Linked DNA regions of Acanthopagrus latus: region 2 is linked to region 1. The links are chromatin contacts, called in public Hi-C maps. All regions are on one chromosome and are shown on one strand. The core of a region is the stretch at or near the end of the contact, and the rest is flanking DNA. Distances in the headings are between cores, read along the strand shown.

The links. Hi-C and Micro-C count contacts between places; a contact is called where the count stands out from the background.
Region 2: a Hi-C map of muscle shows a contact between it and region 1, with 2.4 times the contacts expected there. The contact joins the promoter of sst5 here to the promoter of LOC119027485 in region 1. A contact is called at or near these places in 2 of 4 Hi-C or Micro-C datasets (liver and muscle).

Annotation. Positions count from the first base shown.
Region 1 is chr10:9,891,484-9,897,051 of fAcaLat1.1, forward strand. LOC119027485 reads left to right here and starts at 2,061. Exons shown (of 3, transcript XM_037112721.1): 1 at 2,061-2,265; 2 at 2,423-2,496; 3 at 3,797-5,568. The coding sequence starts at 2,237. It overlaps si:ch73-335l21.4 (E3 ubiquitin-protein ligase-like), which reads left to right. Exons shown (of 2, transcript XM_037112722.1): 1 at 1-533; 2 at 1,286-1,705. The coding sequence starts at 56. The coding sequence ends at 1,344.
Region 2 is chr10:10,026,447-10,032,014 of fAcaLat1.1, forward strand. It overlaps sst5 (somatostatin-1A), which reads right to left and starts at 2,214. Exons shown (of 2, transcript XM_037111636.1): 1 at 1-2,214. acox3 (peroxisomal acyl-coenzyme A oxidase 3) reads right to left here. Exons shown (of 20, transcript XM_037111624.1): 18 at 3,972-4,058; 19 at 3,563-3,701. The coding sequence ends at 3,582.

The DNA.
Region 1 (5,568 bases), core at 811-3,310:
CTTTATCGAGACCTTGAGATAAATCAGCGAGGAGCGCCGCGGATCAAACAGCAGCATGTATTCAGAGCTCGAGTGTGGAATTTGTTACCGGACCTTTAACGGAGGTCGGCGGTGTCCCCGGGAGCTCCAGTGCAAACACAGCTTCTGCGAGAGCTGCCTGCTGGCCCTGTCGCGACCCCAGGGCCCCGGCGAGGCGCGTCTGGGAGCGGACGCGTCCATCGTCTGCCCGCTGTGCCGACACACCACATCCATCTCCGGAGAGGGGAAGATCCGAGCCGAGCTGAGGGTGGACGAGTGCGTCCTGGCGCGGCTGCTGGCCGAGGGGGTCCTCGACCGGGAGGACCCGGAGGAGGAAGAGCGGGACGGTGACGTTCAGGACGGCTGTGACGACAAGGAGGCGTCGACGCCTCCCGAGAGCGCAGCCGAGGAGAGCGACTCTCCCGCGGGCTCCAGAGGAGGGAGGCTTCGGCGGTCTTGCCGGAAAGTTTGGAAGAAGATAACCGGGAAGAGCTCACGTCCGAGTGGCGGAGAAAGTAAGTTAAATAGTGGACTGCGGTTCGTAAGGGGTGGTTCAAGTAGTTTTGGACTTGTCGTGTTGTTCAAGTGAAACATTCGGCAGTTCTTAAAATGAGCATTTTTAGAATGAAGTTTGGTGGGAGGTGACCAAAAGAACAGTAGGCTACAAAAACACGACTTAAGCGTAACTTGAACTTTTAGCACGTAGTTCTTAACCACTGTTGTCGGGGCAAAACATTATGGGAGTTCTTAAAATGAGTCTTTTGAGAATGAAGTTTGGTGGGGATGACCAAAATAACAGTGGGTTACTCATACAGGTTTTACAGGTGGCAGTAAAGGACACAAGTTTAGCCTCGGCTTCAGTGTAAATTGTGCCACATTTAATGAAATACATTTTGACATTTTCTCTCACACACACAAAAAGCAAGCTTTTCTGTGTCGCTTTGACTTTTTAGTGTCTAGTTTTTGTCTTGTCACGTTGGGGCAAAACGTTAGGGAGTTTCTTAAAATGAACATTCGGAGAATGCAATTTGGTGGGCGTGACCACAGAAGCAGCAGGCTACCCATTCACGCTTTTGTTTTTCTTTTTGTAATTGGCAGAAAAAGCACACCAAGCACTAATTTCTTCCATTTTCGAATGGGACACAAATTTGTAATTTTTAAATGTTGAGTACCCAAAATATACCCCACACCTGACAGAGGGATTCATCAAATAAATAGTGAATATATCAATTGTTCTAATCTAATTTGTCCCCCTTTCTTTTGGCAGACTGTCTCACTGGTGACGACATGAGGAACCTCGCCATGATGTCCTGCTTCATGTTTTAAGGAATCTACAGCTTCAGATACCCTGGATAATGTGATACCAGCCTATATTTATACTCAAGATATCCTTCGGCGTAATGGACTTGATAATGATGATGATGATAACCCTTGCTGGCAAGACACACGGACACATACAGTCATGATATAAGTTGTTTTTTTTAGCTTTCTGACTGCCTTTTTAAATGATACCACTATGTTGCTGATACAATCAGATGAGGAAAAAAAATGTGAATCGCCAAAGTTGCCCATTTTAGGCCTATTAATGCACTAATGTACGTGATATTTATTGTTTTTCATAATTGTATTTATTTGATGTATTTGTTACATATTTAACGGAGAATAAATAAACTCTGATTTGAAATCACTTTCTCATGGCTGCATGCTGAATTGAGGATGGGCGTTCCAGTGAGTCACTTTATTGGATCCTGAAAAGAGGAAAACAATGGTGTAATTGTGTGTGTGGGTGTGTGTGTGTGTGTGTGTGTGGGTGTGCAAAAACACAGTTGCGACAACATGCTCGATCAAGTCTAGGCCAAACAGAAAGTGCGCTTTACAAAGTAAAAGTCAAGGTGGAGACAAATGTGTAGTTGCACTCAAAGATCATCACAGATAAACACATTCAGAGATCAAATATTGAAATACATTACAAAGTATTCTTCAGTGAATCAACTAAATCAGGGAAACTCCCCTTTCAGGACAACTCCAGGAAGTGGGTTACTTGAGGCCAGGTGAGGAGCATTTCCTCCAATCAGACTCGCAAGCGGCAGCAGAGTGTCAGAGCACGGTGACTCATTTCTATGACAAGTAAAACTAATGGACTGACAACACTACTACAACTTTCCTTTTATGGGCTTTTCTTGGCAATCTTAAAAAACCTAGGAGGAAACTGACCATCATGTTTGAAAGCTCTGCTCCCTACTTGAGGTAAATATCACGTTTTACAAGCTCTGTGCACACGCAGTCATAAAATCTGAAAAGGGTTGGAGGTTATTTTTTTCCTTTTTTGAGTGACAGCATTATTATTCCCATAAATTACAACAAAAAAATACTCCAGTGAGTGTTCTTTTTCTTTTTTTCCCAGACTCTTGTTTGTCTTTGCGGCTGTGGTCTGTGCAGCTGTTGCACCATTCATCGTGCGCTCACATGCTGCAAGAGGTGAGCGCAAACAGGCCAGTATCTGCCGGTTCTATTCTGCTGCGTGTGCAGCTTCAGTGAACTGATGCTCGTCTTAATGGCTCTCTGAGAAATGTCATGACTCACGTGTTGGCTGATAGATGGAGGCGAACGCGTTTCGTTTACTTAAAAGCCGCAGCTGTTTGATTTACAGATATGTTCTAAGGCATGTCCTTTAACTTTAAGTTTTATGCTGGCAGTGAACCAAAAGTGTAGAGAGCTATGGGTTTAACTAAGTGAAGTCCTGTCCCTTCCCGTTTGCACCATGACACCTTATTCATCGCACAGTTTAAAGTTATTCGTCTCACCGCGGACCATATTCACTCAACATCCATTTTACCCTGATGTCACACTCGGCAAGTAACCTCAAAAAGAAGGAAAGGTCATCACGTCACTGAATCTCGCTTTGGGGCCAGACTGTGGTTCCTGCTGTATTTGAAGTCTACAGGAGATCTCTCTACTTTGTATGACAGTTAACAACCGATTTTAACAACCGATTTTTTATTTCACAAATGAATGACAGGGCTGATAATACTGTGACCAGAAGTGGCAGGTCTGACCTAATACAGCTGATGAGACTGAAATGACACTGTGAACAGGAACCAGGGATAAACAATGTCAGTGAAATAATGACCTTTCTTTTTTTAGGCTCCTTGGCTCAGGGCGGGAAGTTTGAATGCTGGAATAATGTTATGTTGCTGCGTACATGGTTGCAAATTCCGTAAAAGTACAAAATCTGAAAAAAAAAAAAAAAGTTATCTTTTCACCTCTTCCCAACTGACCAGCAACTGAAAAGATGATGGAAAGGGAAAATCTGAAGGGACAACGGGCCACATTTAAAGACAAAATGACATATTTAATAACCCCTTCACTTACGTCGGCACTAATTCACTCCCCAGCTAACGTTACCATCTGATTTCATCCTGATTGTTGATCTTTTAGAATTCACACCTATCTAAATGTATTGCCTAACACTATCAAACAATAACATTAGCTCAAAACTGGTTGTTGTCCAATGTTAGTGGCTTATCAAATGTGTTGTTTTACTTGGAAACATGGCCCGATGTGATCTGCTGATTACCATGATTACCAGGTCCCATAAGGGAAAGTGGAAGGGTCATTACTTGGCTGTCTATTGTGAAGAAGTAAAGGAAAACTTTAATTCAAGACATTTTAGTATTTCTACAGCCTTACAGCTATTATTTGCCTGTATAACAGCATTAGAAATAATACAAAAGTTGTGTCTCATGTTGCCATTTTTCCCCCCCCCCCCCACTTTTAGCCAGTCGCACAACAACCCATGTGGACAATGGAGTGTCACACAGTGTCCTGAGACAAGTGTACAACCCATACAGTCAACGTCTATTTACTGCTCTGCCATTATCCGAAACTGGACTCCAAACTGGAACTCACGGTGAAACTGATACAAGCAGGGATTATAAAAAAGCCTCGTCAATCATTTACCGTCAATCAAACCCTCCACGGTTTACAGCAGGCAGCTTTAGTAACAATCAAAACTCCCCAGGTCACAGAAACCCCCGAGAGGAAACAACTGGAGCGCAGGGCGAAGTGAGGTCAGCAAACAGCATTTTCACCGGGCAAAGCTTTGAGAGATGGCAATCTGCAGTAAAACACCACCCATTCCCTCGAGGAGCGGAGCGGGGTGGAAATTCCCATTATTCACCCTCAGTGATTGTTCGGAAATCGTCTCGCGATGAATCTGCCGGTCCCTTTCATCGGATCTCTCGTCCTTCTCAAGTCTGGGACCTTAGCGATCCTCAGAAATCCTCCAACAAAGAAGGACTTCCTGGAAATGTCCCTCCGAAGGTGGCTGAAGACCAAACAGTCTGGCAACCCTCTCGCTCGTCTCTTTTTTCATCCCAGGCTGGTCGTTATTGGAGTTCTTCACCGCCGACTCCAAGATGGCATTATGGCGCCTATGAAGAAACGAATGAGCCGGCCGCGGTCGGGCCGCCGAGCACATCTCGCAGGGTTCAATCAAGCAAATTTTTCGGCTTAGCGAGTCAAACTGTCCCTCCTGCGCCACCAATCAGCAACAGCTTAGACACCACTGTTAATGAAGGCAGTCCAAGCCCGGCGCCATCCATCACAGATTTCTCCCAGGGGATTCACTCTGTGAGCAGCATCAAGACACCCAGACACAGAAATGTCCAGTCTTATCTGTTCAGGGACTCCCAGACCTCTTCCGATGGACGCGAAATGGTGAGCACAGCCACCGGTGATGGACGCAGGGCTTTTCCCACAACACCGCACAAGCAAACCCCCTCTGATGTTCAAGTTTTCAGCAGGTTTCCTCCCAGTTTTAAACAATCACAGACAGAAGAGCCAACCAAGGAAGTGCAGCACCTCTCTAATAATGCCAATCCACTGTATAATAATGCCTATATGGCCCAGTATGGGGTTCAGATGGATAGTTTTACCATAAACCAACACACTACCCCAGAAACTCTTGCTCATATGTCAGTACATCCTGCTCCAGGGTCAGACAACACCGTGCAAAGTTTCCGCCCCAGACCTCATGCAGATTTCCAGGGCGGCCTGGTTAATGTGACCACAGGAGGATCGATGACTGCACACAAACCCGGGCAAACCGCTAAAAGCATCTTTGGCTTCAGAGGATTCAAAAATGCTCCGCTGAGAGCTGCATCTATCCCCTCCTCCGATGGCCCTACTGAAAGGACCCACTCTCGACGGCACAGCTTCGACAAAGGGAAGTTTAAAATCGCAAACATGCATCCGTCTCATTCAGGAAAGTATAGTTTTGGCCAGAGAAAGGTGTCTACCACACCGGCAAAACTTGAGAGGACGCCCACAGATGATTCCTCGCCTCCTCCTGGCACTTTAGATCTCGTCCAAACCACTCCAAGGCCGTTCCCGTCGAGATTTAAGGAAGCCCAGCCTCTGATGCCTGCTAGTGATGTGGGTCTGGACGGCATTCCAGATCGCAGGCGGTACAGAATCCACAGAAGGATTTACGGCCTCAAAGGATTTGGCACTCGACCACTCGAGGGAGCCAAAACTTCAGTTAGTGAA
Region 2 (5,568 bases), core at 964-3,463, 140 kb after region 1:
CCCCACCGCCTTCACCTTGAGTCAGAGGAAGAACATCTAAATGTCAGACCCGCAAACAAATAACCCGACGTTAGTGCTTGTGGTCTGAGCACATTAACTTGTAGTTTCCGTTTGTATCATCCCACTCAATCGTGTCTGAAGAGGACACTTTGACTTTTGAAGTGACTCAAAGCGTGACGTGAAAAGAGGCGGACAGGTCACGGACTCGAGCTGCCCAGTTGAGTTTTTGGACCACTTGCTTTGCTGGTTTTACACACGAGAGCCCGTTTTGTAGGTCTTGGGGACTTTCTACCGCACTTGTGAACTAAGCTGCATAGACCTTTTGTTGCTTCAGGGAGGGAGAGTCTGAACTTGGTAGTGTGAATTTTTAAGGGTAAAGTGGGAAATTTCAAGCAGAATGCCGCCTTAAATCAGGTGTCTGGCTCGGAAAGCAGAAAGAACCTCAACAGCCCCGACCTCAAAATCCAAAATGGCTGCACTGTGCATGGATAGCAAGTGTACCCTTAGCAAAAAGTAGTTTATCCAAGTGTACTACAAGTACTAGTATCTGAGGCAGTATACTTGAAGTGTACTTTTTATATACTATATTTTATATTTCCTTTCGTTTTCCTTTCGTTTTGAAAAAAGAATTGAAGAATAGTCTTCACATTAAACTTAGTACATTAATACTTCGACTTACACTTATACTTTAATACTAAAGCTTATACTTGTACTTTAGTATACTATAACTTAAACTTAAAATGTTCCAATTTAGTCCGAAGACGTATTAAATTAGTACACTTTCTAGTATGCTACAAGTACATGGTCCATAGTCCATAGCATGGTCCAAATTGTACACATAGTACTGTCCTAGAACTTTCTGTGGGCATGTTGCTAAGGTGTTTGTACACCACGTAATGTACTGTTAGTTAGCTACTGCTAGCAATAGCTAACTAACAATTTCTGGAGGCATCCATCTTGAAAACACTCAACTCGGGCATGATGCATTTCCCAGCTACGAACATCGGACTTTTGTGATAGCCTAACTGGAACTCGGAGTAGCTACCAGCGGTCAGGTTGCATTGTGGGTAATGTCGGCACTAGGGATCCAAAAACAAATCCCTGTGTCTCACATTATTTGAGGGTTTATCAGCCAAAAGTTGGGAAATTAGCTACAAAATCATGTCAGGTTGGATGTAATTCTGTTGAAATAATAATATCAAGAACTTAACATGCCTGTTTTTCACCTTTACACGAGCCAGCGTGGCAAAAATCGGGAAATAAAAACAAGTTAACATCTTTCTCGCCACATCAACGGTGTGCTGAAGACCATCAATAACATGCTTTTATTTTCTCCCTGTCACAAAATGCACTCTGTTTTTCCGTCGCACTCCATTTTGTTGCTGTTTATTTATAATTTCCTCGTTGATCCAGCTCATCGAACTTGAATTCAGCCTCACATCTTCCCCTAGGAGCGTTCTCGGTTTGAGACCCTCTGACCTTTTTCCCCACCGCGGGACTGTGAGTCTGATTAGTCAGTCTTTAATCATGACACGACGTGACTTTCGGTAACATTTTCCGAGCGGTGAGGGTGTCGTGACCGCAGGCTTCCAGCCACGCCGCCCTGAACAAAGCGGAGGGGTCTGACGGAGTGACGATCGCACGAATCACACAACATCCGCCGCCTCCTCACCTGCTGCTACATCATATAAAATAGTGTCAGTGTATCGGCAGTCTGTCAGGGTTAATGAAACGTCTTCACAGTTAATGAGCACCAATCCCTCCCGCTGATCTGCGCGCACCTCCATAGGATTATACGTGCTGCTGTCAGTTTCGTTATTTCACGGCATTAATTAAAAGCTGGTGACTCAAAGGGTTCCATTTCCATCTGAGCCGACTAATTGAGCCACACATTTCTCTGCCAAGTCATGTCTCCTGACATTAGGGTGCCGTAATGTAGAGTTATATTAACAATGTGAACTCTCTCTTATCTAAACACACATGCACCGGGGGAAAACAGTTGGCAACTGTTACAATAGGGCTTGTCAACCTAAAAATGCCTGACATGTAGAGAGAATACACTTTAATTTAGAGGACAATGTTCTCTGTCAGACAGAGCTGCATCAGTCTGGCATCAGGAACATATGTTTATCTGTTCTGCTGGATCAGTGGCGAATCCTAGTATTTCAAAGAGAGAAATGAAATACTACATACTGTACATCAACATTTCTTTCGCAAAATAATTACATACGTAATCTCTGGCGGGGCACTCATCAATCTGAATATCCAGGCTCACGAGTCGTCTTCTTTCACTACAATCTTCCACTGAATGATCACTAGTTCTGCTGTCATATTAGAGGAAAAATAAATATAAACCTTAACTCAAACTTTTCTGGGTGCTAACTCGTAGTAGAACGAGATACCAAATATGATTCAGTGAGCAGCACCCAAGAAAGAAAGACATTTGAAGAACATGTACATCGTGTCAGACTCATCAGCAGTCTTCCTCGTTGTCGTTTAACGCTGCCGTTCAACATTAAAACTCTAGAATAACAGAAAAAAAAAATGCATAAGGATGCATGATTTTTTGCTAGAATTGATGCCCACAGGGTAGAAATTAATCCCAGCTCCAGTTGCATGAATGGGGAAATGGCTGATACGCACAGGGGATATACTGAAACCAGTCTTTCAGGATTCACGTCACAATTCACAAGTTGTATTAGTGAATGTATTTAATTTGTGTATTTATATCAAGATACAGTATTACAAAAAATAATCTTTAAAGAGTCATGTGGCACTGCACGTTATCTACATGATTTTTAGCTTTGGTAAAATATTACATCCTTCTAGTCTACTACAAAACACGGTAAGTCTAAAAAGAAATCGCAAACCATTCAGTTTGGAGGTTTCTTATCTGCGAGACATTTAAATGGATTTAATTGACGATAATTACGATTTTTGCAAATCAAATGATGATGAAAAAAAAAGATTAACAAAATCTAACCACAGAAAGCCAGCGTTTTTTTTTTGTTTTTTTACAAATTTTGCGAAGTATTGCGAGAAACGAGTAACGCCGACTGTTTGTATGACAAGTGCGATTTTTGGTTATGTGTTTACAGTACACCTGTCGCTCATAGTTGATATATAACCACAGGCTTTGACATTTTTTCTTATCATTTAAATGGTTCACAATCTCATCGACCCTTCATTAACAATGAAAAGTTAAGTTGTGCTATCGGGACAATATTTGGTTGACGCTGACTTGTAGTGATACTTGGCACGGCTAGGTAGTCTAAAAATAGAACTCAATCATAACACTGGAACCCGTGCTATGCTAAAACAGCATTAATTCTGTGTTAAGGACGGAAAAGTGTATCTTATAGAACTGATGGTAATGACTGTGAGTGACTGAATTCCTGTAGAACACACATTCAAGATGATATCCAGCCATTTTTTTTAGATCAATGTACAATTTCTGAGGCACAGAAGGACACAGCACTTAGTGTAGTGGCCAGAGTCGAAAATGCGGGTCACATGACGACCACTGACTCAAAAAAAAAAAAAAAAAAAGAGGCATTGGTACCTGACAGGGTGTCAGGGTTCTACAGTTTTGCATGGAGGGATCCGACCACAGGCTTGTCCGAGCAGAACTCTTTCCACCAGGATGGCCGCTCCAGCACCTGGCTGCCCTGCATCACCGTCGACCACAGGTTCTTGTAGAGCTGCGTGAAAGAGAAACAAAGATTAAGTTACCCAGAGAGACCTCGTGAAGGCTTTTTCGAGGAGTGTGAGGTAGAACAAAAATCAGAGACAGAGATTGAAGTCAGTGGTGTAAGCAGGTTTCCTTATTTTTAACTTAACTTTCGGAAACTTGCCATTATCACACGCAGCATGTCCCGGGCCATTTGCGCCGCATAAACGGCAAAGATCCTGGGAAACCAAAGTGTTTTTGAAGAGGGAGATTTAAGCTTTATGTGTCGACATGGCTTTACCTGTCCATCAGCGCAGCCAATCGGTGAGTTGAGAATGAAATCCGGAGGTGCGAAGACATCCACCAGTGCTACTGCATCATCCTTCAGCTGGAGGAGAGACACAGAGCAGAGCAGGTCAGCGACAAGCAGAGCCGTACTTTAACCGTTCAGCGTTATGAAGAGGGAGGGAGCTAACTACAGTTAACATTATACAGTTTTGTTTGTGCATTTATTAGAATCCCCTTTAGCTTCTGTGTTAACGCAGTGGCTACTCCTCCTGGGGTCTCCATCACTTTCATCAACAACATTCCATTGATAAACTTACATTAATACACATAACATCCATACTCACAGTACGACGCGAGATGCTTCAAAAACCGATAAGACACACAACGATCAAAATAAACTCAAAACTTAGCACAGACGATAGCTCTATGTAATTACTTCTCTGAAAAGTAATAACCATAATTTGGTCTTTTCTATATTGATGACCAATATATTCAACCTAAACCATTCTTCTGTTAACTTGATTTCCTTGTTAAAGACCCTACCAAATTCTACAGATGTGTGTGCTGATATATTCTACGGAAATGTCTACATACACTGCAATGACGGCATTATCAAAAATTAAAGGCAAATCATTTGTTAAATAGAAAACGGGCACTGAACAACTTCCTTGAGGCACTCGCAACTCATCGCTTGTTTACCTCACAATTACACTCATTGAAATAAACATATAACTTCGTAGTGGTACTGGCAGTAAAATGCGTATGGGCCAGCCCAGCCTACATAAACATGTCAACAAAAACATGAAATCTAGGGGGGAATGCCTCAAATGGCTTTTACAAGCCCCGGGGAAATAAATGTCAAACTGAAGGTGTATAGGAGCTTGGATTTTAAGGGGTTCCCGAATAAACACTGTTCCCTCATTAGAAAGACGTGGGCAGCCAAGATAACCCAACAGGACTGAGCAGACCAGAGTTTCTGGCTCGTTCCCCACCTCTTTTAAGTCTTCACAGAAAAAAGGGTGTCATCACGCCGTGATTGGCTGGGAGGGAAAATGCCCCAAGTTGCCTCCACTCCTCAATCAGGAGTCAGTCTCCACCACCCTGCGCACAGCTGATCTCAACCCCCTGCAATCAGTCTTGAGGGATTTTGGAAAATCGGCCCAAAACAAAGAAAGGTCGCGAGTCGGAAACAAACAAGTTCTGACACACGCAGCAGCAGATGCTTCCAAACCAAATCCAACAATGTGGCACCAGTGACTTTTTTTCTTATCCATTTCTTTCATCCGGTCGTCCGTCATCTGAGTTAATGCTGTAGTTGCAGAGTGGCCCTTTTTATATGCATGCTGATACACAGTATTTAAATCATTTTTGGGAGAAAATACTTCTGGATTTGCTCAAAGACTATTCTCTCCATGATTTTAATCAAAATGGGTGGTAGACTTATTGGTCGACTATTTTATTTTTTTTACCCGGTAGCTAATTCTTTGCTATGGGGACAATCTTGGCTATTTTTCATTTTGAAGGACAAACACATTTTTCCAGACTTGCATAAAATAAATCAAATACAAAGAAATACAGTGCAGTAGTACAGTGGTTCTCAACCTTTTCGA